Linked DNA regions of Mus musculus: regions 2, 3, 4, 5 and 6 are each linked to region 1. The links are chromatin contacts, called in public Hi-C and Micro-C maps. All regions are on one chromosome and are shown on one strand. The core of a region is the stretch at or near the end of the contact, and the rest is flanking DNA. Distances in the headings are between cores, read along the strand shown.

Evidence for each region. Hi-C and Micro-C count contacts between places; a contact is called where the count stands out from the background.
Region 2: a contact with region 1 is called in a Micro-C map of embryonic stem cells, with 17 times the contacts expected there. The contact joins the promoter of Nkx2-1 here to the promoter of Npas3 in region 1. A contact is called at or near these places in 4 of 39 promoter capture datasets (cranial neural crest and embryonic stem cells) and 6 of 484 Hi-C or Micro-C datasets (all in embryonic stem cells).
Region 3: a Micro-C map of embryonic stem cells shows a contact between it and region 1, with 9 times the contacts expected there. The contact joins the promoter of Nkx2-9 here to the promoter of Npas3 in region 1. A contact is called at or near these places in 1 of 39 promoter capture datasets (embryonic stem cells) and 2 of 484 Hi-C or Micro-C datasets (both in embryonic stem cells).
Region 4: a Micro-C map of embryonic stem cells shows a contact between it and region 1, with 14 times the contacts expected there. The contact joins the promoter of Pax9 here to the promoter of Npas3 in region 1. A contact is called at or near these places in 1 of 39 promoter capture datasets (embryonic stem cells), 4 of 484 Hi-C or Micro-C datasets (B cells and embryonic stem cells) and 1 of 115 datasets of contacts at active chromatin or transcription factors (embryonic stem cells).
Region 5: a contact with region 1 is called in a Micro-C map of embryonic stem cells, with 12 times the contacts expected there. The contact joins the promoter of Foxa1 here to the promoter of Npas3 in region 1. A contact is called at or near these places in 2 of 39 promoter capture datasets (both in embryonic stem cells) and 7 of 484 Hi-C or Micro-C datasets (LSK cells, embryonic stem cells and epiblasts).
Region 6: a Hi-C map of embryonic stem cells shows a contact between it and region 1, with 22 times the contacts expected there. The contact joins the promoter of Foxg1 here to the promoter of Npas3 in region 1. A contact is called at or near these places in 3 of 39 promoter capture datasets (cranial neural crest, embryonic stem cells and maxillary cranial neural crest) and 14 of 484 Hi-C or Micro-C datasets (embryonic stem cells, epiblasts and stem cell-derived epiblast-like cells).

Annotation. Positions count from the first base shown.
Region 1 is chr12:53,247,118-53,251,110 of GRCm38.p6, forward strand. It overlaps Npas3 (neuronal PAS domain protein 3), which reads left to right and starts at 1,315. Exons shown (of 12, transcript NM_001370962.1): 1 at 1,315-1,630. The coding sequence starts at 1,473.
Region 2 is chr12:56,534,449-56,538,446 of GRCm38.p6, forward strand. Nkx2-1 (NK2 homeobox 1) reads right to left here and starts at 2,460. Exons shown (of 3, transcript NM_009385.3): 1 at 1,861-2,460; 2 at 240-625. The coding sequence starts at 612. It overlaps Gm26973 (a long non-coding RNA gene), which reads left to right and starts at 2,742. Exons shown (of 6, transcript XR_872771.2): 1 at 2,742-3,058.
Region 3 is chr12:56,610,595-56,615,109 of GRCm38.p6, forward strand. It overlaps Nkx2-9 (NK2 homeobox 9), which reads right to left and starts at 2,690. Exons shown (of 2, transcript NM_008701.2): 1 at 2,318-2,690; 2 at 799-1,685. The coding sequence starts at 2,465. The coding sequence ends at 1,126. The region is part of intron 3 of Gm26973 (a long non-coding RNA gene); the gene reads left to right.
Region 4 is chr12:56,692,833-56,696,850 of GRCm38.p6, forward strand. It overlaps Pax9 (paired box 9), which reads left to right and starts at 2,639. Exons shown (of 4, transcript NM_011041.3): 1 at 2,639-3,032; 2 at 3,742-4,018. The coding sequence starts at 3,029. Gm15524 (a long non-coding RNA gene) reads right to left here and starts at 1,935. Exons shown (of 3, transcript XR_003950120.1): 1 at 1-1,935.
Region 5 is chr12:57,543,441-57,547,604 of GRCm38.p6, forward strand. Foxa1 (forkhead box A1) reads right to left here and starts at 2,671. Exons shown (of 2, transcript NM_008259.4): 1 at 2,224-2,671. The coding sequence starts at 2,295. It also overlaps a transcript of Ttc6 not described here.
Region 6 is chr12:49,381,176-49,385,067 of GRCm38.p6, forward strand. It overlaps Foxg1 (forkhead box G1), which reads left to right and starts at 1,832. Exons shown (of 2, transcript NM_008241.2): 1 at 1,832-2,211; 2 at 3,126-3,892. The coding sequence starts at 3,311. It overlaps Gm34304 (predicted gene, 34304), which reads right to left and starts at 653. Exons shown (of 2, transcript NR_168648.1): 1 at 642-653.

The DNA of each region.
Region 1 (3,993 bases), core at 65-2,564:
GGAAGAGGGTACCAGAATGGGAAACCACCACTCCCCACCACCACCCAGCCGCAGCAGTAGCAGCAGCAGTTGCAGGAGTAGCAGCAGCAGCAGCAGCAGCCGCTAAGCTGGGCAGGGGCTTTGAGTGTGGGACATTAGCAGAGCTCTGTGTCCCTCAAGGGCTGCATCCGCCTGCTTCTCGCATCTCTGCTCCTGCTCACCAGCCAGAAGACAGGGGGAAAAGTGGGCAACCCGGGTCCTGGGGAGGGATGGAGGGAAACAATCAACTCCCACTCCCCCAACCCTAGCTCAGTGAAACCCAGTGCAAGTCTCACTAAAAAGGCGCATCCAAACTGTAAGGATCTCTCTTCACCCCCTAATGAAAGGCAGGCGTCACAATGTGAAGTAACAGGAAGGCGCGAGGAAATAAATGCACGTGTTTTCTCTTTTTGTTTCCTTGGTGTTTGGAATTCGCAGAGTTCTTTTCAATTGTGGCTACTAATTTATTCGTTTCCTCGGTCAAAGGGGGGCGTTAAGAGATGGATCATAGCGCAAACTAAGATCTAGCTGAGACCCCACCTCACAAGTTTCCCAAGACCAACTCTTCCGCTCACCAGGAGCGGGAAGAGCCCTTTCTTTTAAGCGACCCAAACTCTCCATTGTACAAAAGCGCCAACCCCCCGCCCCGCACTCCGTCGCCTTTGCAAACCACCTCTCCTAGATAACTATCAAGTTCTCCAGGAACCCAACTTGCGCTTGGTCACATTCGCTCTGCTTAATGTGGAGAATAGTGTCAAAGAGGGGTCCAGGCTGAAACGGGAGGCTCTGACGCCCCATTCCTACACCCGCGGGCTGGGATCCTGGTTTCTGGCAGCCTCGGAAGGCTGAAGCCAGCCCGGATGGTGGTTATTTCTCCAGAGAAAGGAGGAGAAAGAGCGCACCACAATCTTGCACTTTGGGTCGGAAGTGCGCGGTGTGTGTGTGTGTGTGTGTGTGTGTGTGTGTGTGTGTGTGTGTAGAAGAGGGAGGGAAAACGCACCCTCCACTGCTCGTTATTCCCTTGCACCGGCCAAGCGCTCGCCAAGCCTCCCGGTGCATCCTTCCTCCTTCACCCCCTCCTCCTCTCAGCTGGGCTCGCGCGGCGCTGCTGGAGCAGCCAGTGAAAGCAACATCCTGGAAAGAGGGGGGAGCAACAGTGCCCCCCAAAAGGGAGAAAAGGCCCCACCCTGACACGTTTTGCTGTTTGCAAGTCCCTCGCACACCCCCCGCACCTCCTCCTCGCCACCCCCCCCCACCTCAGCCCGCTGCGCGCACATCAAAGCGCCTCTCCGCCGCGCACAGTGGCCGCGGCTCACTAATGGGATTGCAGGCTGGTGCCTGGCTCCGCTGCTGCCGCCGCTCGCGCCGCTGCTGCCGCCGCCGCCCGAACCCGAGCCCGAGCCCCCGCCAGCCCGAGCCCAGAGCAGCCGCGCCTGGGGCTCCAAGCCGCGGCGATGATCCGAATCTTTCCGGATTTCAGCGTGCAGGTGACGGCCGCGGCGGCCGGCGGGGCAGCCGCTGGGGTACCGGCCGGTGCGGGCATGGGGAGGGCCGGCGCCGCGGCCAACGGCACCCCGCAGAACGTCCAGGGCATCACCTCCTACCAGCAGCGGTGAGTAGTCCCGTCCGAGCTGGGATAGTGCCCCCGTCTCGGGTACTGGGGTGGGACTCACTTTGCTCTTGTTTTGTGCCTTACAACACACATGCACCTCGTCAGGGCTTACTTTGCCTGCCCCTGTGCTATAGAAGGAGGGGGGGGGGGATACACAATCCGAATTGAAAAGCACTCTAGTGCACTGGCGAAGTGAAGTCATCCTTTGCCCTCTGCCAGGCCCCGAACGTTGAGCCTCAGCCCCGAGTAGCCAGAGAGTTCCAGTCAAGTCTGAGACGCTGCAGGAGATGCTTTTGCAAAGTTTGGGCTTCCTGCCCCCTTTCAGCAAAATGTTCTCAATGCCTCCGCGGGTGCGAATCCGCGCTGACGGACAGCCAGGGGAGCAATTGATCATCGGAGGCTGATTGATCATTTGTTTCCAAATAGGACAGAGACGATTTTCATGTGCAGAGATAGACTTGCGTTTCTACCTAATAGTGTGAGATCCTGTCACCTGTTACTACAGGGAATACAACGTGAAATCCGAATCTCTTAGGCGCTGTTAACTATCTTAAACGCATTATGATGCAAATGGATGGGATTCCGAGATCCAAGTTAGGAAGCAAATTTTACAAAAGTTAGGCTTGGTGGTGAAAGGGAAGTTTTAATATAGAAATTGTTTTTAGTTTTCTAAAGATAGTCTCTAGATTCAAAATAATTGTCATTAAAACACTGAGCAACCTTTGATTGAGGAAGGAAATAAAGAGAAATTTACCATCAACAGCTTTCTAACCCTAAAGTTTTCCCTTTAAGGATAACTTTCGATGTTCTAAGATTTTATTGAAAATGGGATTCACAAAATCGCTATGAGAAAAACTAACAATATAATCAAAAAGGTAAACTCTCTATTCATGAGGCTCAATTTTATGGTAGATGGAAGAAAAAAAAGCACATGAGAGTGTGAAATTAAATATTTGTGTTTCCCAGATTGTACACGATTAAACATCTGAGAGATTTGCCAATGGCATTTAACTTAAAATATACATAATGCATAATTCAAATTCCCATTTTACCTCATCTTTGAAACTTCATTGATTTGAGAGCCTTTGGTTTGAAACAATAGTATTTAAACTGCAAAGGTTACAGTAATCTGTCATTGCTATGTTTTGTGCCTTCTAACCAATGGCCCAGTGACCAGATTTTGCCTAACACAGTATTTTCCAAGTTCATGTAATTGCAAATATTCTGTAGAAGACTTCATTACATGCTCTGCTTATTGTCAAAAGTTTTAAAAAGAAGTCGTGGAAATAACTCTAAAGGGGCAAATCTTTGTCAGACACATATTTTTTATTAAATTATTTTAGTCATGTTTTACTCAAGCGATTACAAGAACCTTTAACAAAAAAGATCTGGGCATCTTTCAAAAGCAGAACACCAGTAAAGAATTCAGTTTCCCCATTTCATGGTTCAGGTATGGGTTTTTTTTTTTTTTTTTTTGTCTTTTATAAAACATTTAAATGACAATAGGATCTGGCGGTCACTTTAACTAGGAAGTGTAGGCAATAGTGACAATAGTGTGGTCTCTGAGGAAGAGATTCAAGGGTCAGAAATGTCACATGGCCTTTGGACAATTCCAGGGACCTCCAGGAACTTGAGCTGACCCAAAAGATGTAAATTGGGCATAAGGAGCTGTCGTGAATCTCCCGCTTTTAGGGTTTTTCCCCCTCAGCATTGGCATTGTCCTTTAGAAGAAAAAGATGATTTGGGGGTTCAGGAGTATCCAGGGGAAGTCATCCCCCCACTTCACCCCCAAGCACCTGCCTCAACACTTCCCTTTAAAGGTTCCTGTTGGGTTTCAGGCCACTTGTTAAACCTCAACCCACTGGTCTTCTAAAGACAGGGGTGAAAAACAAAACAAAACAAAACAAAAACAAAAACCCACCAAACCCTCTAAACTTTCTCCTTTGGAGTGAATTATGGCTTCCTTTGATTTAAGTGTTCTCTCATACTGACAAGGTAAGATGATAGTAGTGAAATGCAGTTTTCTTCCCATGGTGTTACTCAGATCTCCTGACACCTGTTACTGTCTTTAATTTTAGTTAATTTGGGGGCAGAAGAGTTGGGCAAGAAGATTATTGGCAGGTGTTGGAGGTAAGGTCTAAGCCAGGAGTCTCCTTTCGTAGTTCACCAGCACTAGGAGTCACCAGGACTGGCTTCGGGGCTCTGAGGAGTAGATTTAATTTCCTCCCGGAGACCTGGACGTTTTGCTAAAAAGAATTGTGAAATAACGTTTAAGAATTTTAAAGTACTTTTGGGGATCTGATGAGGGGTGACAGGAGTGGGTTTTTAAGCAGTGGCCTGCCTGTTGAGAGAGCACAAACTTC
Region 2 (3,998 bases), core at 1,210-3,709, 3.3 Mb after region 1:
CTGCGGTGGTCGGGTGCTAGCACCTGTCCGCAGGACCCCAGCTCTTCTAAGTACCTCCTTTGAAACCCTTGCCCAGCGGGGGGAAGAAAGTCCAGTGCCCTCACCCCACTCCTACACAAGGCTGTTCGGCTGCCCACCCCGATGCCCAGCGCCACCGGCGGGCGCCGCACCTCGCCGGCCGCGCCGACCGCGCCTCCGGTGCTTAGCCCGCGGCCCCGCGGCGGGGCGGCCTCACTTACTGGCGGGGAAGCGCGGGTCTGGGTTGGCGCCGTACCATCCGGGGCCCGAAGCGCTGTTCCGCATGGTGTCCTGGTAAGGCGGCAGCTCGCTCATGTTGCCCAGGTTGCCGTTGCAGTAGCCCCCCACGGCGGAGTGCGAGAGCTGGGGCACCCCCGCCGCCGTCATGTGGTAGGCGGCGGTGACGGCGCCGTGGTGCCCCACGGCGTGCTGCTGCATGGCCGCGGCCGGTGGGGCCGCCTGGCCCTGTCTGTACGCTGCGAGCGGAGCCCCGAGGCCGCCGCCCTCCATGCCCACTTTCTTGTAGCTTTCCTCCAGGGGACTCAAGATGTCAGACACTGAGAACGGAGTCGTGTGCTTTGGACTCATCGACATGATTCGGCGTCGGCTGGAGGAGGAAGGAAGAGGAGGAAAAAAAAAAGGGAGAGGGGGAAGGCGAAGCCTCGCTACTTTTTTTTTCTCCCTTTGCCAAATATTCTGGTGTTACCTTAACGCCGATCTTGTTGGATGTACACGTAACGGAGTGGACCGAGTCCGCCTTAATTGGCTTGAGTGGAGGCTCGGGGGCTGCCTCGCGTTTGTTTTAGCCCGGCGCCAGGTTTTAGGCAGCCACCAGAGGCGGGGCATAAGCGCTAAAGCAACAAGACAATAGAAGCCTACATCTTGCCCGAGATAATTAGCTTACATGCTGATGACAAGGTAAACACCTTTAAGCTTCACTTGTCAAGATTTTTAGGTCTCAAAGAGAGAAAGAAGGAGAGAGGGAGAGAGAGAGAGAGAGAGAGAGAGAGAGAGAGAGAGAGAGAGAGAGAGAACCAAAGCATTACTTTCCCCCTCCCTTGGACACCCCCACCCCCATTTTTGTGGGGTGCCTGTGGCGCGCGAGGAAAAGGCGGGGGGGGGGGAAGGAGGAGGGAACCGAGAGCGGGAGGGCCAGAGGTGGGGTAGAGAATAACCTAAGGGGAGGGATGGAAAGGAGAACGGAAGGTGAATACTGCTTTGCAACCAACTTGGGGAGTTACAAAGTGGAACCGCGGTCCAATTTGGTCGGGGTTCCGAGGTCAGGGGCTGGCCTTTGGGGGAGAAGGGGGCTGAGGAGCAGGGAGCGGGATTTCACCTGAGCCTGCCGGGGCTGCTCCTCCCTCCCGCTGCGGCCTCCCAGCCCCGCGCCTTCCCACCGCCTCCGGACCACATCGGGCTTCGCTGCGCTGAGCCCCAGTCACCACCAAAAGAGTGTGCGAGTCTGGGGATGAACCCTGGGGCTGCACTGTTGGTCTATGTGTCTGTCAGTCTGTCTGCTTCTTCTGCCGCCGCCGTCAGAGGGACACCTCTGCTCCCCGCCCCCTTTCCCCTTACCCGAGAGAATCCCAGCGGGCGGAGGGGGAGCTGAGTAAGGGAACGACTGCCTCCGGGAGGCTGTCACCGATCCCCGCGCCACCCCCCACCAAGCTCCTGGCTCCCTAGCGGACCAGCCCCCCCAGCCCACCCCACCCCGCCGCTCCCTTTCTCCACCCCTTTTGCCGGCCCAGGCAAGTACACCGCTGGCCCTCTGAGCTACGAGGCTAAGGGTGCGGGGGATTAACAGGAGAGTCCACCACGGAAGTTGCCCCATCTCGAACAAACCTGGTGCCCCTGACCCTTGCCCATGGCCTGGATACTTCGGCTTCAGAAGCTGATGCTGTCTTTCCGAGGACATCCCAGTCCCAGCACCCCAGCTCAGATCCCCGCAGTTTTCCCTTCCGATGCTTCAGTGAAAGCCCGGGCGGGGAGCCGCGTGAGCGCCCGCAGATCCGTTGCAGAGTGGAACTGAGTCTGAACCCGGGTGGAACTCGTTGTCCGGGAGGAGGCGAATATCTCGACGCCCGCAGCCCAGCGGGCGGGAGGCTGGGCTGAGGCTCGCCTCCTCCCGGAGCTCAGCCATGCAAAAGTGCACTTGCTTCCCCGGGAATAACCAAATATCTTTGTCTAAAGTGGCGGCGTAAATGGCCGGTCGCTTTGTGGCCACGCTGGATATTAGTAGATGAGGATCATTCTGCTTCAATTGGGCGCCTCTCATCCGGCTAGGAAGAAACTGCTTAGGAGGAAGTGGGTTTCCTGTCTGAGCGTTCCCAGGCTTCAAGTGTGAGCCCCGCGCCTTGAGGGTCCTTGGGCGCCTGGCAAGGGGGAGCTGTGGGCTGTGCTCCCTAGCGGGCCCGGGGGCGTCAGCCTCATTGCTGTTACCAGGTCAGGATCAGCAGCTAAGTGGGTTACCCAGCCAAGCCCTGCATGGCACAGATTTGGAGACCACCTCCGTTTTTTTTTTTTTCTCCTTGGAATTTAAGCGTTTTCGTTATTGTTTGTTTTTGTTTTGGCTTTGCTTGTCTGCTGTTCGAGCTTTCTTGGAGCGCTAGAGGCTGGGAGGGCGGAGTGCTTCCTGGCCCGGCAGGTGCCTCCTAGACACTTCGGCGGCCAGTCAAGGAGGCTTCTTGATTTTGGTTTTTGTTTTCACATTTTCTTTCCCCTCCTTGTAGTGAGGGAGCTCCCGATAATGAACAAGCAGTTTTGAACTACTTAATTCAGCAGGGTAGGCTCCTTTCCATTAATAGCAATTATAGTATGGAAAGTTGTTTTATTTGCTTTTTAAGATCTCTCCTTGAAGAGTGCTCTCTACTCCCTCAACACAAAGCCGACGACTAAACTAACATTAGCTTTCCTCACCACCTACCTCCATCGTGAAGGGAAGGAAGGCTCTGGGCATCAGCGGGCCTCCCATCTGGGCCCGCATTTTCGAACCGCCCCCGAGGTGGCTTTGAAGCAGGGAACCCCGACTTTAAGCGGCCAGGTGCGTTGTGTCTCTGTAGCTAAGGACAAGTGGAAAGCAGAGCTCTGCGCTCTCCTTTCCCAGGGACTTCTCTGGGGGGCGCTCTCAAGATGAGCTACAGCACTTTGGTCTACAGTGTCGAGAGTGCAGGGAGGGGAAGCCACGCTAGATCAAGTGAACGGCAGAAAGGGCAGGCAAAGCATAATGCAGACCTAGTCTGAAGGCGCGACCCAGATCTGCTAGCATTGGGAACGGGATCGTCTTAGGAAGTCCCTGGTCCTCCGTCTCCATTTAACCCCGTTATTTTATAATTGTTGGTGGTCATAGGAACACCAAGGGTAGAGTGTCATTTGTCTCTCCCGGTTTTAGTGCCACTTACAGAAGGAGGTAATTCTTCAGAAGGTTTTTTGGTGAGATTTAAGCAAAATCAGGCACATCAAAACACGCCCAAAGCTTTGAGGGAAGAAAATTAAGCTCACTAACAAGGTCGATATTTCTGTGTCTGTGGTTAATATCAAATCCATTGCTTCTTCGGGGGGCCTGTTAGTCTGGAGTGAAAGGTTTGTTCAATCTTCTACAGTCTCTGAGCCGTGCAGCCCGGACCTTCAAAAACACCAGCAGGTGGCCAGTTTGGGAGAATGTACACAAGCTGCATCTTAGCCCTACTGTAACTAGGGGCCCCCATCCCCAGCCGCACAGCACTAGGTGAGGGGCTGAGCTTCAGTCAGAGTTCGAGGGGAGTGATGCCTGGCAACCCCCATGCTTTACCCTGAAGGGGAGGGGAACTGGACTGAGCTTCAAACTTCTCCTGCTGGCACCAATGCCAACAGCTCCCATCTAGAACTGGGGGTGAGGGGCTCTGTTGCACTCTGTGACTTGAACCAAATGAACTTCCCATACTTCTGCCCCTTCATAAACATCCACCATTCTGGATTATTTCCCATGAGCACTGACATCCACA
Region 3 (4,515 bases), core at 1,440-3,939, 3.4 Mb after region 1:
TAATGCTTTCTCTTCAGACCTCATCAGGGGCCTTGTCCCTGTTCCTGGACCAACTGGACACCTCTCTCCTCTCCTCTTTCTGAAATGGGTTTCCAGAGATAAGGTCACAGCTTCAGAGACAGCGACTGCCTGCCCTGGATTTCCTCCCTCACTATATACCCAGGAAAAGAACAGGGGCAAACCAAGGCCTGGAATGGAAAGGAGATCATTCCGTGTGTGCACTGCTGACTGGACTCTTACTAGCCGATCGCACCCCAGCATAGCAATCCTAGCATTACCCTCTTTCCCTAGGGTAGCCTGGAAACAGTGCCCTGGGCAGGTCATTCTGTGGCCCTTTTTATTTCTTCAATGCCCTCCCTCTCCAGTCCCACCACTGCCGGGTAGAGGAGGCAGGAAACAGCACATTGAAGCGCTCATGGCATTAACTGTATGTTCCAAGTTCCTTGCTTCCAAGCTCCTCAATCCTCAAGTCCTGGAAACAGCCTTGAGTCAGGACCCTGCTCGAGGGGCAGGATAAGCTTTCAGTCTTGGAGCCAGAGACTAAAGAATCTCCAGCTTCACTCTGCAGAGCTACCCAGATCGCCTCCGTTGCCTCTCCTACTCCCTTTCCTCCCAAAGTCTTGTTGGGACTTTATTCTGACCTACAGTATAAACCGGGGATGGGTCTCAGTGTAAATGGTCTTTCCACCTCCAGCCAAGGGAAACCAGTTTCCATCCCTTTAGTGGTAGGAGCGCCAGCGACCCAACCCTCCACAGTATAATCTAGCGCAACAAGTCAAGGGGAAAACACTCTATTTCTTTTTTAAAAATAAGTTGCTTCATACAAGTCGCTATTTTAAAATATACAAATAATGCTCAAGAAATAAAATCTTGCTCTGGGACTGGCGCCCGGGCAACCATTCCGAGTCTTGGAGACAGTCCCTTGTGTGTGTGTGTGTGTGTGTGTGTGTGTGTGTGTGTGTGTGTGTGTGTGTGTTTGCCGGTTAGGGCAATCCAGGGACCCAGGACTCAAGAAGGGCTCCTGCAAGGGTCACCTCCTGACTTTGGTGTGGCTGTAGCTCTACTGCGGCGGACCAAACAGCAATGTCCCAAGTCTAGGGTGGCTTTAGGCACTCCGCAGCAGCCTCACCAGTTCCAGGAGACCAGAGCTGGTGGTGCTAAGTGCTGGTAGGCTGGGAAGAGGCCAAGCGCCGAGCCCGGTCCGAAGGCGGTGTAGCCTGGCACCGGACACGCAGTGGCCAGGCGTGCGCTGCACTTGTCCTGGGGCACCGCAGAGGTCCCCTCACCTCTGCCGTTGTTGCTCGGTGGCCGGTCGTGAACCAGCACGGGTACCACTACGCGGCGCAGCAGGCCGGGAGCGGCGTGCAGATCAGATGATGCTGCCATATCCGAAGGCTCTGTGATCCCAGGCGCTCGCCCTCGCTTCAGCTTGTAGCGGTGGTTCTGGAACCAGATCTTGACCTGCGTGGGCGTGAGGCGCAGGAGTCGAGCCAGCTGTTCCCGCTCCGGCGCCGACAGGTAGCGCTGCTGCCGAAAGCGCCGCTCCAACTCCAAGGTCTGGGCCTTGGAGAACAGCACCCGCCGCTTCCTCCTCTTCTCCGGGTCGGAGCCGGGGGACTCCCGCCTGAGCGAAGCCAGCTGCGACGAGTCTGCAGGGCTTGTCTCCAGGCCGCTCTCGTCCGAGGCTGGGAACCACAAAGCAAAGCAGACGTCGCCTGGTGAGAGGCCAGCCTCTACGGGTGTCTGGGACCTGTCTCCCACCCTCGTCTCCACCTGGAGTCCCAATTCTCTTGCTCCGGGCTTTGCGACCCATTTGCTTTGCTGTATTCACTTCTGGGTACCCACGTTCCCTACTCTTACCTCAACCATACTACAAGAGTAATCGGCAGACCTGAGATGATGCCCCAGAGAAACCCACCCTGGGGTCCTCTTAAAGGAATCGCAACAGTAACTGAGCTGGCAGACTAGTTTCCCACAAGCTGAGTCACCCATACCGGCCACCTCTGATTTGAAGTTTGCAAAGCCCTGGGACACAAAAGGAAGGTTTCAAATCTTTAAATATCCCGGTCTTTTCGGATCGCCAGACACCAAAACCACTACCTTCCTCAGCAGTCCAGGACCAAGATCTACTCTCAGGATGTGTGGACTCAGACGCACCACCTGTCTGTTTGAGGACCACAGAGCTTCGCGCTTGCTCTAGGGTCGAAGGAACCTGATTCTGGGTTGGGAATCTCCACTCTCCATCCCTGACCCCAGAGGCTTGGCTGGGTCCCTCCTCCGCACTCCCCACCCCCGGCCGCAGTCCTGGCTCACTCACACAGGTAGTGGCTGCACTCCGACTCCAGCCAGGCAGCAGTCTGTGGAACGCACGTCTGTTGCTCGCGCCTCACCCTAGGCTTCGCATCCTGTTCAGGTAAATTCAGGAGGCTGCGCACCGTGAAGCCGAGGCGTCCAGAGGTGGCCATGGCCGAGGAGGGGAAGAAGGTGGGGGGCAGGGTAGGCTAGGGACCCAGGGACAGCTGGGGACGCCGCTCCTAAGGATGGAAGTGCGAGGCGCTCGCCATGCGCTGGCCTTGAGACGCCAGCACCTTTGCGGGAGGAATCCCTATTTATATTAACAGCCCTTGCTACTCGGAGGGCTTTGAAAACCGCAGTCGGGGTGTCCAGGGTTTTAAGTACCTGAATGAGTGCTGGAGCGAAGCCGGGGCAAGTCCGGAAGGTGCCATCTCCGCCCCCCCTTCCCCCGCCTCCCGCTCCGCCCCGCCCGGCACCCGCCCCCTCTGCAAGACTACCTCCCAGAGGTCGCAGGAAGCTGGCCTGGTATTAGCGATTGTCTGATTAGACCAAAGTGGGGACAGATAATGGGGATTGTTACCAGTGAATAACATCTTGGGTGGCGAACAGTGACCATGGTCCTCCCAACTGAGCCCCAGCTTCCTTCTCCTCTCAGGCTGACGTGGGGCCTGGGCTGGGTGGTAGAGCTGGGGAGGGTGGAGCGACTTTATTATTCCTTGTTTGTTTTTCCCCGGAGCTTCCCTGCTGGAATGGTAGTTTCTCATAATTATTTGGAAAGTGATTTATAACTACGTTAAACTGGCGCACTTTTTTTTTTTTTTTGGTAGCATTCCTTAGATATCAGAGGATGGCCTGGTCTTTCCAGATGTCTAGGGCACAGATTTTGCAGGAGCCTACATACACACACACACACACACACACACACACACACACACACTCACCACACACAGTCTGAAAGGTCTGGAAGCCTGTGGGAGAGCTTGGGACCTGTGTCTGTCTCCTCAGGCCAACAAAACAGCCAACATCCAGGTCCCGAAATGTCCATCCTGGTCTGGCATCTATGGACCCTGAGTCTGGGACTCTGGCTGAGCTCCTCCATTCGAGGACCCAAGGGAGGTAGCAGATTTTAGGGTGGCCTACCAAAGCTTCCTTGGTATTGTCACTAGGGCTTCGTCCCTGCCCTTCATCTCCCAAGTCGGTGCCAGTTAGCAGCATAGGAAGGGACAGTGAGCGGTCTGCATTACTCACTGCTCACAGTGTAGCAGACCACACCACAGCTGCCCCGTCTGACATAGAATGGGCGGATAGGCAGAATTAGCAACAGGCCTGCCCAAAAGAAATGTGCCTGGCAGGAGATGTCTCCCAGATCCTCTAGTCACCAAGGGAACACAGATAAAATGATCCACGTGGAAGGCGGGTGAAGGAGGTAGGAGAGGGCAGAATCCGGCAGCAGCAGGCACATTCTGTTGGCCTTTCTAGTCTTCCTCTGGCTCCAGTCTAGCGCTAGAGTGCGGTCTCAGAAGCCTTTTTCTATCCAGCTAGTTATTTGGGTACCTGGTTTCTAAATTTCAGGGATGAGAGCTACATTTGGGTAGCCGCATCTGAAAACCGGGCTTTGCTGAGGCTGAATTCGAACCTGACAAGGGCGTGGCGCCCCCACCCTCACCCCCCCTCCCGCCTCACCCAGCCTGCGTCCACCCCCAGCTGCAGTCCTACCAAGCGTGCCTAAAGTGGCCGGTGGTACCGCGCGCTGGGTGGTCGGGCGGAGGCTAGCCCACTACAGGCCAACTGCTAGGCCACAAACAAAGGGGAAATGGAGCTGGGACGCCCGGACCTGTTGGAAGCATTTGTTCCAGCAAAGATTTTGCATTTGTTCAGTCCGGAATAATGCGTGATTGATGTCTGCTCACAATGCGCTTTAGCTCCCTGGGATAAATCGGAGCTTGTCCGGTGTTGTCATGGTTTTCAATGGGATTCAATGGGATTGGGAGATCGATCGACTCTGCTGGCTGTCTTTCTGTGGTCCTGGCAATAGATTTATTAGTTATGTCTTTTTAAATGAGATTAAATTGAAATGACTGTGCTGACCTCTATGCAGAAAAAACTCCTGCGGGAGCCAGAGGTTTGGCGGGAGGTGGTAGAGTTTTAGAGAAGCCTAAGCGTAGATTCCCAGACTCTGTGAACTTGGAAGCTGTGCCAGGTGAAGCCGCTCCGGCCTGG
Region 4 (4,018 bases), core at 1,389-3,888, 3.4 Mb after region 1:
AGATAAAACTCCGCAGCACTGTGCGGGCCTAGCTGCCCCTGCATTTCTGGGCTTGGCTTCCACAGTGGGCTGCCCGGTGCCAAGTGTGTAGAATCCTGGTGTAACCTCCTCCTTCACACCCTCTGGTCCTCTAGCTTCCAGTCTCCTACTGAGTAAATATTTACCCAGAGAAGGGGTCGCCCCAGAGGAGGCCTTGGAGTTTAGAGAAAGGCTTTTGGTTTCCTTCTGGCCCGAGCCAGCTGCAGGCCTTTCTGGTTGTGTTTTGGTTTTGGTCTTAGATTTTTCCTTTCAGTAAAAATTCTCCTGATTCCCCCATGACCTCTTGGATCCAGATCTCAGTAACCAGGGGCCCTGGACCTCAGTGACCCTTGCTCTTTCTTGAAGTCCTGCATCTCTATGTCCACTAGGGCTCACTGGAGGGCTCTCTTCTCCATCTCCTACCCTCTTCTACCCACTCCTTCATTTCTTGTCTCTCACCTCACACATCTCCGCCCTCCTGGTTTTTGCTAAGACTCCTGGGATCTGTGGCTACTTGATCCCTAGGGCACTGTGTGCCCTTGCTTGGGAAGGGGAGTTTCCTCACAGGCCCCTTCTTGGAGATGACATGGCTCTCCTCTATTCCAGCATCTTCGGTTTATAAGGTCTCTAAGCACCGGGTGGTCATGGGCGCTGAAAGTGGCCCAAAGTGCCCAAGGTTGATTTATTCTGGGCCTCCAAGAATATTCTGGTAGGAGAGCCTGAGGGACACTGAGGAGACCCAGTAAAATGCTGTCCGCGCATGCCCAGGGAGATCACCAACAGCCAGGTCCAACAGATAGAAAGAAAAAAAAAAAACCGATAGATGACCAACAGTAGACCTGTGCAAGAGCAAGGGAGGTGTGCGACAGCTAAAGGGGGCGGCAGTAGATGTTATGTACTAAACCCCAAACTAGACACACAGGTCTCTTGATCACTCCGGGTTGATGTAGCTAGATTCTCATTAGGACACCACATCTTGCTAGTCCACACGGGCTGGGGCACTATCTCTGTACACCAGTTCAGAAGGGTGTGAAATACTCAGTGGGTGCACGGAAGTAGAGCAAAGAGCACACTCAGAGAACACTTCTTGCCCGTGAGGATGAAGGTTCCTCATCACGGAGCAGAGCACAGTATCTTCTGTGAGCAAGTCTCAGGCGAAGTTCTGATCTCCACTCAGTCTCTGAGTTGCAAGTAATTTATACTATAGCATGGGGCTGGGGGTGCTTCTGAAATCTTGGCTTTCCTTGTTATAAAGCACCTGACTACGCAATACAAGTATTGAGCGGAGACAAGGATGAAACCACAAAGTCGAGCCTTGAAATGACTTTGAACATCTGAAACCAACAAATAAAGGGGGGGGGGGGCTATGTTCAAGTATTTCTATTTGTGAAGCCTCATTGTGGAAATACCTGACTGCAATAAAAGACATTTGAAGTAATCTTTCAATCCTTAACTTGATTGTAACTTGAATTCAGGGTGCACACCCACCACAGAAGCAGATGCCTGGAGATCAATGGTCAGCTCCAAGACTGATTACTAGACGTCCTGGGCTCTTGTCATTTACTGGTGAACATCGGGATTCCTCTGATTTCTTTGTGTGCAGAACCTTCGGGAGAGTGCGCGCATCACCTACATCCTGGATATGTGTTAAAGAGAGGGCTGTTGTGATGGAGACGAAGTAATATCATCCACTTTCCGGTGTCACACAAATACCCGAATCCATTCACAATGCTTCTCTTCCTTATTTCGTCCACATACGTCACAACCTTGTCTCCATAAAGAAATGCATTTCTCTGTCCCAAACTCTTCTATCCGTTTCGGATTTGGGTGAATGAAAGTGAAAAATCCCCAGGTAGGCAGAACCACACAGCATCTGTGGTAGCTAAGCTGAAGTCGCGGGGAATTACATACAGATGCTCAGAGGCAGTGTCAGCGGGTACCTCCTTGGGGCTGACTTTCATATTTAAAATCAAACCTTTCAAGGTGGCTCTATGGTGTTGAGAACCCTGGCAAATTCTTACACACGGAAACCAGGACCCTGGGTGAGTGATGCAAGGGGGTGGGATGGGATGGACGTGGCCACTGCCACCAGCGCTCCGGGGATCAACCCTCCTTCCCCGTGGACGTCCTGTGCTCCTCTTTAGTCTGGTTTTTTAATTTTTTTTTCCTCACTGCACCTGGCCTCTGCTAGGATCCTGCTTGACTGAGGTTTAGCCCCTCACTGCTGGACTAACCACTTCGGGCGGGGTACGGGAAGGAGTCTCTTGTCCTTACACCTCAAGCGCCTCCTCCACTCGACTTCTCCCCATCCTGAGTGAACTGGAAGGAGATAGAATTTGTGGACAAGATTCTGACAGTCCCCAAAGGTCAGCATGACAGGTAGTTCTCAGTCATCCCTTAAGGGTCGTGCCACTTGTTCTCTGAGAGCTCTAACCTCCAACTTTAATTTGACAAATTCATCTCTTCCCCAAAAGGTGTCCTCGGTCTCTACCCACTTAAAGTTATTCAAACCGAGACCAAAGCTTCTGTTCGCTTATTCAGCATTTTTATCAGCTTGATTTTGCACTCTGTTTGCGGCGCCCCTGGGAAGACGTCAAACACTCTTATTCATTGTATTTAGTCACCCAGGTGCGGAGCCAGCCAGAAACAGACGGCGGAAGGAGTTTCCCGGACTGAGCTGTCACTCACCGGCCTGCACCAATTACAACGCAGATTGCTCGCGGGCCCACCTCTTTTGGGGTGTGTCACAAGTGAGTGATAGACTGAGCCGCCCGGCCCTGCTCAGCCCAGCCCACGTTGCTGCTTAGATTGAAATGCAGAACTCAAGCCTCTTTCAGCCCGGCACAGACTTCCTTTTACTCTTTCCTTTGGCACTCTTGTCGCCTCCTCCCGGGAAGAAGCCAAGGCACCCTCGGCTTGGAGCAGCGACAGGCCGGCTCAGTGAGAACAAGAAAAAAGTTTCTTTCTGGGAGTGCGGAACTGGGGCCGGGTTGGTGTACTGCTCAGAGCAATGGGTGAGTGGCTGATGGGGGACGTTGTCAGATCCGAGGAGGGAGGGAGCGAGCAGGCGAGGGCTAGAGGGAGGGAGCTGAGGCGCGCCACCGCGCTGTATTGACTCAGACTGCGTCCGTCGAGCTGTAAGCACCCTCCAAGGGTCAGTGGCGGAAAGGGTTCTGTGAGAGCCACTGGGTGACAATTGATGCCATTTTGCGATTTAAGGGAAGAGGGCCGTGGCATTGGCGAATCTCGCAGCTCCAGTGTCAATCCAAGTTTTGTTGCACACGTGTTTACACTTGCAAGCAAAACAGAACAAAAACACCCCCCCCCCAGCTTTCTCTGGACTGCGTCTAACCCCGCAGAAGGGAGGGGTAAGGCGGTGGAAGGGAGCAAGGGCCGAGTGTTTTGGTACCAGGCAGGCAAAGAGGGGCGCGCTGGAGCCTCAGAACCGATTTCCCCGCCTGCTTCGGAGAGTTTTAAGTGTCCGGAGTTGCCCTGGGTCTCTCTTCTTGTTTGTTGTTGGGAATCGCAAAGTAGGAGCGAGGTCTGGCCGCAGCTTGTTTTGAGACGTTTGGCTCAGGCCGGAACAGTCTGGTTTCGGGGCAACCCCAGTCCTTATAGAAGGGTGTCATAACCCTGCCCCTGGACGCTCTTGGAGGCCGAGTGGCAGGCGGCTGTCCCAAGCAGTTGGTGCGCGTTGTGGCGCGCTCTGTGCTCCTTTTGCAGAGCCAGCCTTCGGGGAGGTGAACCAGCTGGGAGGAGTGTTCGTGAACGGAAGGCCGCTGCCCAACGCCATTCGGCTTCGCATCGTGGAATTAGCCCAACTGGGCATCCGACCTTGTGACATCAGCCGCCAGCTACGGGTCTCGCACGGCTGCGTCAGCAAGATCCTGGCGCGCTACAACGAGACCGGTTCGATTTTGCCGGGAGCTATTGGGGGGAGCAAGCCCCGGGTCACCACCCCTACTGTGGTGAAACACATCCGGACTTACAAGCAGAGGGA
Region 5 (4,164 bases), core at 1,421-3,920, 4.3 Mb after region 1:
GCCCGGGGCGAGCTAACAGCATTTCTGCAAAGCTCCGGAACTCCCCAGCCAGGGCAAACTGTTAGGCGCCTTTTCCTGACCACGCAAAGATGGCTTACATAGCGGGGGCGTGGGGGAGAATCCTAGCGCTGCAAGCAGGAAAGATTAATGCTCACAGAAAATATGTCCCCGGGAAGATGCATAATCGCCTTACAAGCCTGGATCAGGGGCTGGCTTTTAAGGTCCCTTCATTTCATCCACGGCAGGCTAGATCCAAGGATCCAATCCCAGACCAGCCTAGACAACTTGCCTTTTGGCCCGGTCAATTTTGAAATTCCGAAAATAGAATTTATGTCGGAGCCCCTGCTTCTTCACTTCACCCACACAGGCCTGCTTGAGTGATCAACCGGGTACCAGCTAGACACCCACCCTGTGGAGGGCTGGCAGGCACCGCTGATCGCACATCGGGATGCATCGTGCTGGCTGCTGTTAAACTCTCACCCATATTGGCCTATTTGTCAATATGACCCTCCCTCCGTCCCAATTACTCATCTCCCAGCAACTGGCTTTGTCTTAAGAGTTGGTGCCAAAGATGACTTTCTGTTATTATATTTAGAAATGTTTTCCACCTACTTGTAACAATGATAGTATTTTAAAAAAGAAGCAAACTTATCAGTTAAATAAAGTTCTGGGAAAAAAAATAAAATGAAAAAAAAAAAAAAGCTGCACACCAGAACAACGCGGTGCATACAATTAACTTTAGCGTGACTTTGCATGTATAGCTCTTCACGCTATACAAAACCTCGCGTTAATTCTGTTACCTGTTTGTAGTCCTCTGGCAATTGAAAACTTTGGTAACACAATTCACACACACACACACACACACACACACACACACACACACACACACACACACACCCTGTAACCGATAGTTGCTGCTGCTCACACCAAAGCCTAGGCTTTAGAGCTATAGTTCGGACCAACTTAAAATTCCCAAGTGAAACTCTACTTGCTTTCTCTTAATGCTATTCTGCTTCCTAATTCTCAGCTTTGAGATGTAAGAAAGCTCTTTCTATGGGGGTCTTCTCTGGTGGGCCGAGGTGATTGCATCAAAATTAAACTCCTGAAAGTGGTCTGAGCGCCTACTAAAAGTTATCGGTAAGCGAAATCTCCATCCGTAGCAGTCGAGATAATAACTAGGTGGCTAAAAAACAAGAGTCCTGACGTATAACTGCTTATTTGGTAATCTAACAGAAAATATTGACGTCCTTAAATTTATGTTCATCAGCAAATGTAACTCCATGTGAAACTATAAGAGATGAATAGATTTCAAAAAGAAGACTCAAAAAAGAGATGGTTCCCAAAGAAACACAGAAACGAATAAATAAATCGCCGCGAAGGTCTTTTCGGACTCTGTACTTTTCTGTACAGATCTTAAAGTACTTTGGGATTTATTTCTAGTCCTCTCTCCAAGATCGCACGAGGCTTTCTCGGTAAGCGCTTTCGATAACGGTAATTACACTTTTGAAGGTAATCGGCAGCTGTTTCTAGAAAATACTTTCAATAGGTAGTGGCCCTGCCTGTACCTGATTCTCCTCGCAATGCTTTTGTGCACAATGTAAAATAAACCCAGTGAACATGCCACCAAGGGGACAATGAAGAGAAACAGGTTCTTGGCCCCGAGTTCTGGAAAAAGATTCTGTTCGCACTAGCGCCACCCAGCGGTCCTAGAGACGAACGAATAGACACTTTTCTACAAATGGCTTTTGAAGAATTAAGTTTTATAAAATTTAGAAATCATTCTTTACGAAAAACTCCAACTTCTGCAACAGATCATTTTTATCCAAAGACGTCGGCTAATTACATGGTGTGACCGAGAGGCCTCCCGGTAAGCGAGCACCGACTCTCTCAGTTATTCTTTACTCAAGCCAGAGCCCGCCTGCCCGCCCGCGGCTCCCGGGGCTGGGCTCCAGCCCCGGCTCTCTAGCGGGCAAAGACAAGTGCTTCCCTTCCGGAGCCCGTGTTTTCAAAGCCCAGAGTTTCCCAAAACTCTCCGCTGGTTGCAAGCGCCAGGACCCAGCGGGCAGCGGGCTGATCGAGAGGTCGGGTGGGGGCCACACTGGAAGCCGCGCCTCGGGCGAGCCGCCCCCACCCCGCCCGCCCCAGTCCGGGCAGGAGCCCACCTCGCCTGAGTCTCCCCGGACACCGACTCTGGGGACGCCCCACCGCCTCCCCGCCTCTCACCTCCTGCGTGTCCGCGTAGTAGCTGTTCCAGTCGTTGCTCTCATGCCCTTCCATCTTCACAGTCCCTAACATCCTGGAGCCAGCCCGGCCGACACAACCATCCAACCCTGTGCGGAGCGACGGGCGGGTGCGCTGCTCGGGGCGGGGGAGGGGCGCGGAGCCGCTGCGGTCACCGGAGCGCTCGAGGGCCCAGCGCCACCCGGGCGAGGAGGAAGCCCGGCGCTGCGGGGCGCGGCGTGCGCGGCGGCGGCGGCGCGGCGCGGCGGGAGGGGGCAGCGCCGGGGACAGGAGGCGGCCGCGGAGCGCGGCGCCCGGCAGCGCCTCCGCGGGAAGTGAGCGGGCGGCCTGTGCGAAGCGAGTGCAGTTGAGCTGATGTGGATCTTACGTCGCCGGAGTGCCCACCTCCTCGTCCTCTCCCCATTTGTCCGCCGCACAAAGACGCTCGCACCTACAAAGCCCGAGGTGCACCTGTGAGGCGGCCGCCCGCCAGTCCAGCCGCCGCGCCTCCCGCCCCGCCGCGCCAGCGCCGCGCGCCCCCCGCGCCCCTCCCGCCATCCCCTCCCCCAAACCTGGCCCTCACTTTGTTTACAAAGCAGTATAATTGGTTTAAGCCTCGCGGCTAGGGAAAGAGGAAAATAGGGCGGGTGTGTGTGTGACCCCCTTTGGAAAAGGAAAAAAAGAGAAAGAAAAGAAAAGGAAAAAAAAGAAGAAAAGGAAAAATAGGCGGTGCCTTGGAGGACAGGCCAGGGCTCTGGACCCAAAGAGCTGTGCTGCGGGAGAAGGACCTGGGTGGTGGCATCAGAGCTACAGCGCAAGGATCGTGCTCGCTGAATGACCCCGAGTTCCCTCCTAGAGGTGCTCACCACCCCCTGGACCTTACTACGACTCCGCTCTTGGTCCACTTGGCTCCTTTGCTCCCCTCATCCTGATTCTTGACCCAAAGTTCAACCCTGGAAGACTACCCCTACTTCCCGGCCTTCGGGGCTTGGAGAGGGGAAAAGCCCCACTTTTGCCTCGTCACTAGAAACCCAGTCATCTGAGTCAGCCGAGCAAAGTGACGTTAGGCCGACCTGGGCTCCTGGCGAGCAGAACGGAGGCGCTGCCACGAAACTCGTACCTGCGGCTAAGAGCAGGTGAGTCACAGCACCGTTTTATATTTTTATGACATAACTTTTTTTTTCCGCCTCAGTCCACTCCACTCCCCTTGTCAACTGCAGCGATCAGAAAGAGGAAGAAACTGCGCGCAGATGTTTGTGTGATAAGGCAGGCGGATCCTAGTCAAGCCTGCCTCTCTGCCGGGCTCCTCCTCCTCCTCCTCCCCCCCTTCTACAGCCTCTGGGACCAAGCTAGAGGCGACCGTCTGGTTTCTGATAGAGAAAGGTCAGGGGGAGGGGACATCTTCCTAAACACCGGCATAAACTGGGAGTGTATGGGCCTGGGTGCTGGAACGCATCTGCCACGCTAAATGAGGTGCCAGCCTGAAGCTGGAGTCAGCCCACAGAGGTGCCTGGTCGTCTCTGAGCTGGAAGAGCAGGGCTAGGCTATCAGACTCTCAAAAGGTCCTGGGTAGATGGGGAAAATTCTCCCCCACTCAAAGTCTCTCGCTTTCTTCCAGTTCTTCATAGTTAGTGGCTTGCCCTCGTATCCAGCGGAAAGAGACTAACCAAAGAGATTAGGCTAGACAGAGTGTGTGATAGGTTTGGAGAAGGTGCTTACCCCCCCCCCCATTGACTGCAAGTGTTCGTGAAAATGTATACTACCTCGTGCATTTCGAAGTAAGTGTGACTGTGCGGCCCTTCCTGTGTGTTGCTCCAGTCTGTAGGTATACTAGATTTCCATTAGAAACAATCAAGTTAACTTTAAAGTCACCAAGAGACTAAAATATTCTTGGTTTGCAAAGCTTTTTTTTTAAGGTAATTAATCTCATGTGAAGGAATGTGT
Region 6 (3,892 bases), core at 582-3,081, 3.9 Mb before region 1:
TTCTTCCACGGGGTAACAAAACAATACACACTTAGCTTTAACCTAAGAAGCACCTCAAAACATTAAAAATTCATCAGTCAGAGCTGGTGTTGTATTCAAGGAACAACTCCTCCAGTTCACTGCTGAGCTCAGATTTGAATAAAATGTCCAATGTTAACAAACAATACCCACGTTTGGCACTTTGTGTATTAAATTGATCAAACAGATTTTAGGAGACACAATGCACAATTTGTACAGACCTGATTGAGTTAATATAATATCAGCAAATTTTACATCGAAATGATTCTGTTTCTTTTCTTTGTGTTTAAAACCAGCACAGATTACAAATTTTAATGATCTGAAAATGTTTGGTATACAAAATCATGCTTATTTCAGTATTAGCAAAAACACAAGAAATTTTTCAACACAAACACCCAGCTGTGTCTATTTTAAAAGCAGTTCAATGACAGCTTGCACTTATGAGCATGCAATCAGCTAATTTCGCTTTTTTTTCTTCTGTGTTAATCAACACTTTCCTTCCTGCATATCAGAGTACAAATAGTATAGTTACTCCACATCAGTAAATGTTTACGTAACCTGTCCTTTCCCAAGAATCCGGTTACACCGAATCATTTCACGCTAGACCGACTACGAAAACGTACCGGGCCGTCCACCTCTGAGGGAGCCCCGGGAGCCATTATAAGCGGTGGTGAGAAGGGGGGCTGGGGGATGGGGAGGAGTAGGTGGAGGAGTGAAGGGGAGAGGAAAGGAGGGAGGGAGAAGGGGTGGGTTAGTGAAAGGGGAAGAAGGGAGAGGGGAGGAGGAAGGAAGGCAAGCGCATTGAGGAACCACCAGGGAAAATGGGCCTGAGGAGGAGAAAAGAGTGGGAAGGGAAATGAACAAGACAACCCAGGCTCACAGATCTCTCTAGCTAGGTTGGCAAAGCTCATCACGTCGCCAGGCTCCGTGAGAAACCCCAAGCCTAGAAATCAACCTTTGGCACCAATGTGTTTTGCAAAGCTGATTGCTAGAACCCTGGCCTTTTCCGTCATGCATAGCTTGTTTTAAAGTCAGCGGATATGTAGGAAGAGATCCAAGCAGTGGAAGGATATTTGGGGACAAATAATCAAAGATCTCTTACAACACTCCAATAGATATAAAATTTGCTAGCTATTTGTAATTGTGGATAATTTTCGCTAGCGTTTCCCTCTCTTTCCCTCCCCTCTTTCTGCGCCCCATTTCAAATTTGGGGGGTGAGAACATCAGAATAACTCCCTATTATTTTGAGTATTGCATGTTTCTGGTAGATTTTAGTACCACACATAGGCCCTGTTTTTTCTCCTTCCTTTTTTTTTTTTATATCAAGACTGAGAGATCATTTAGCTAAGAGCTCATCAAAATGAATGCTGGCATGGGTAGAGTATTTTACCTTAAAGAGGAGGGGAAAGATACTCGTGACCTATGTGTCTCCACCTCCCTCTCCTCTCTGGCTACGGCCTCTGCTTACAACGTGGCGCGCTTTGAGCCAGTGAGGATTTGTGATCTGTGTGCTCCGCACTAAATTCCAATCCCTGGGAAATGCTGGGCCTTGGCCCTGGCCCTGGCCGCGATCTTTTTAAAGGCCTTGAATTACAAGCTACCCACTCGTTTCAACCTCCCCACCAAACCATCCCCCAAACCCCAGAAGCTAGGACTGTCAAATCCACCTTCCTTGGGCTCCCCAGAGCATTCCAGCAGCATCCAAGAAGGGTAAGAGCTGATTTCGCCCTACTGGTGTTTCAAGATTGAGGTTTTAAAGAGATAAAGTATTTGTGAAATGGGAAAAAGGAGCAAACATAGGATTTAAAAAAAAAAAAAACGGAAGTAGACGCCCACTCATATTTTCTTCAATGTCAAGCAAAATGAAAATATTTCCAGGATGATCGATCGCGGCTACCGGCTTCCAGTACTGCCTAGAAGCTGAAGAGGAGGTGGAGTGCCCGAGGAGACAACTGCCACCGGGTCACCCGCGCGTGAGCGCGACTCTGGGAGTGAAGCGAGACGGAGGGAGAACACACGTGTTACCTGCTTTATTTCGGGACTGTTTGGGTCTGTGCTCGCCCGGGGCAGCTCTCCGCCCGCCCGCCCGCGTGCGTGGAAGGCCTCCACAGAACGCACCCACCGCTCAGCCGCCCCCGCTCGCCGCCCTCAGCCCAGCTTCACAGCCGAGCTCGCCGCGGGCCGCAGGAAGCTGTAAGTACCGGCCTGGCCGTGGCCGCCCCCGCCCCACCTTCCAGGCCCCGTTCCCCCGATGCCCGGCTCTCCGGAGCTTGCTGGCCCGCTCGCTCCCAGGGCGCTGCCGGGGCCGCCGCGTCCCCAGGGTTCACGCCCTCTCCCGCACCCTCGCAGCTCGCCCCTCCGCCGCGCCCCCCGCCCCGCTCTTCCAGACAAAATTGGATACAAACTTTAATCAATAAGGATAAATATTGACGCGCAAAGGAAAATAATCCCATACAGGGAGGAGGCCACAGTCGAGCGGCCGCGGCCCGGGGCGCACGCCCCACGCTAATCCTGGCCGGGTGGGCGATCTCCCGCCGGTCCCCGCGGCTCCAGGCCTGGGCCCCGCCACCCGGAGGGGGCGGTGAGCGGGGGGCGGGGCCGGGGCGGGGCGGGGATGGGCGGGCCCTGGGCCCCCGATTGGTCGACGGCTAGCCAGACGCTCCTGCACGCCGGCGGCACTGATTGGTTCGGCAGTAGGAAAGGTTAAACCAAAAATTTTTTTACAGCCCTAGTGTGCGCCTGTAGCTCGGAAAATTAATTGTGGCTATAGCTGCCTCGATCGCTGTCTCCTAGCCTCGCTGCGGCCGCTCCGGGACGCGCCCGCCCGCCGCCCGGCTCTCCCCCCCTTCGGGCTGCCGCTGCTGCTGCTGTGACTGCTGCGGCGCGAGGAGGAGGAGGCAGCGGGGGAGGGGGAGGCCGGGCGCGGAACGGAGCGGGGCGCTGCACCCCGGGCGACGGGTTGCTTCTGCCTCTAGCCTCCCTCTCTCTCTCTCTCTCTCTCTCTCTCTCTCTCTCTCTCTCTCTCTCTCTCTCTCTCTATCTCCTCTCCCTCTCTCTCTCTCTCTCCCTCTCTCTTTCTCTCTCTAATTCTTGAGGGGTGGTTGCAGCTTTTGCTACATGCCTTGCCAGCGCCGGAGCCTGCGGTCCAACTGCGCTGCTGCCGGAGCGCTCAGTGCCGCCTCCGCTGCCCGCTCCCCCCGCGCCCCACTCCGAACCCGCTGGTCGCCCGCCGCGCTGCTGCCCGGCTCCCGTGCCGCCGCCGCCGCCGCCGCCGCCCCCCGACGCCTGGGTGATGCTGGACATGGGAGATAGGAAAGAGGTGAAAATGATTCCCAAGTCCTCGTTCAGCATCAACAGCCTGGTCCCCGAGGCCGTCCAGAACGACAACCACCACGCGAGCCACGGCCACCACAACAGCCACCACCCCCAGCATCACCATCATCATCACCACCACCACCACCCGCCGCCGCCCGCGCCCCAGCCGCCTCCACCGCCGCCCCAGCAGCAGCAGCAGCAGCCGCCCCCGGCCCCGCAGCCCCCGCAGGCGCGCGGCGCCCCAGCAGCCGACGACGACAAGGGTCCCCAGCCGCTCCTGCTCCCGCCCTCCACCGCCCTGGACGGGGCCAAGGCTGACGCACTTGGAGCCAAAGGCGAGCCGGGCGGCGGGCCGGCGGAGCTGGCGCCCGTCGGGCCGGACGAGAAGGAGAAGGGCGCGGGCGCCGGGGGGGAGGAGAAGAAAGGGGCGGGCGAGGGCGGCAAGGACGGGGAGGGGGGCAAGGAGGGCGACAAGAAGAACGGCAAGTACGAGAAGCCGCCGTTCAGCTACAACGCGCTCATCATGATGGCCATCAGGCAGAGTCCCGAGAAGCGCCTG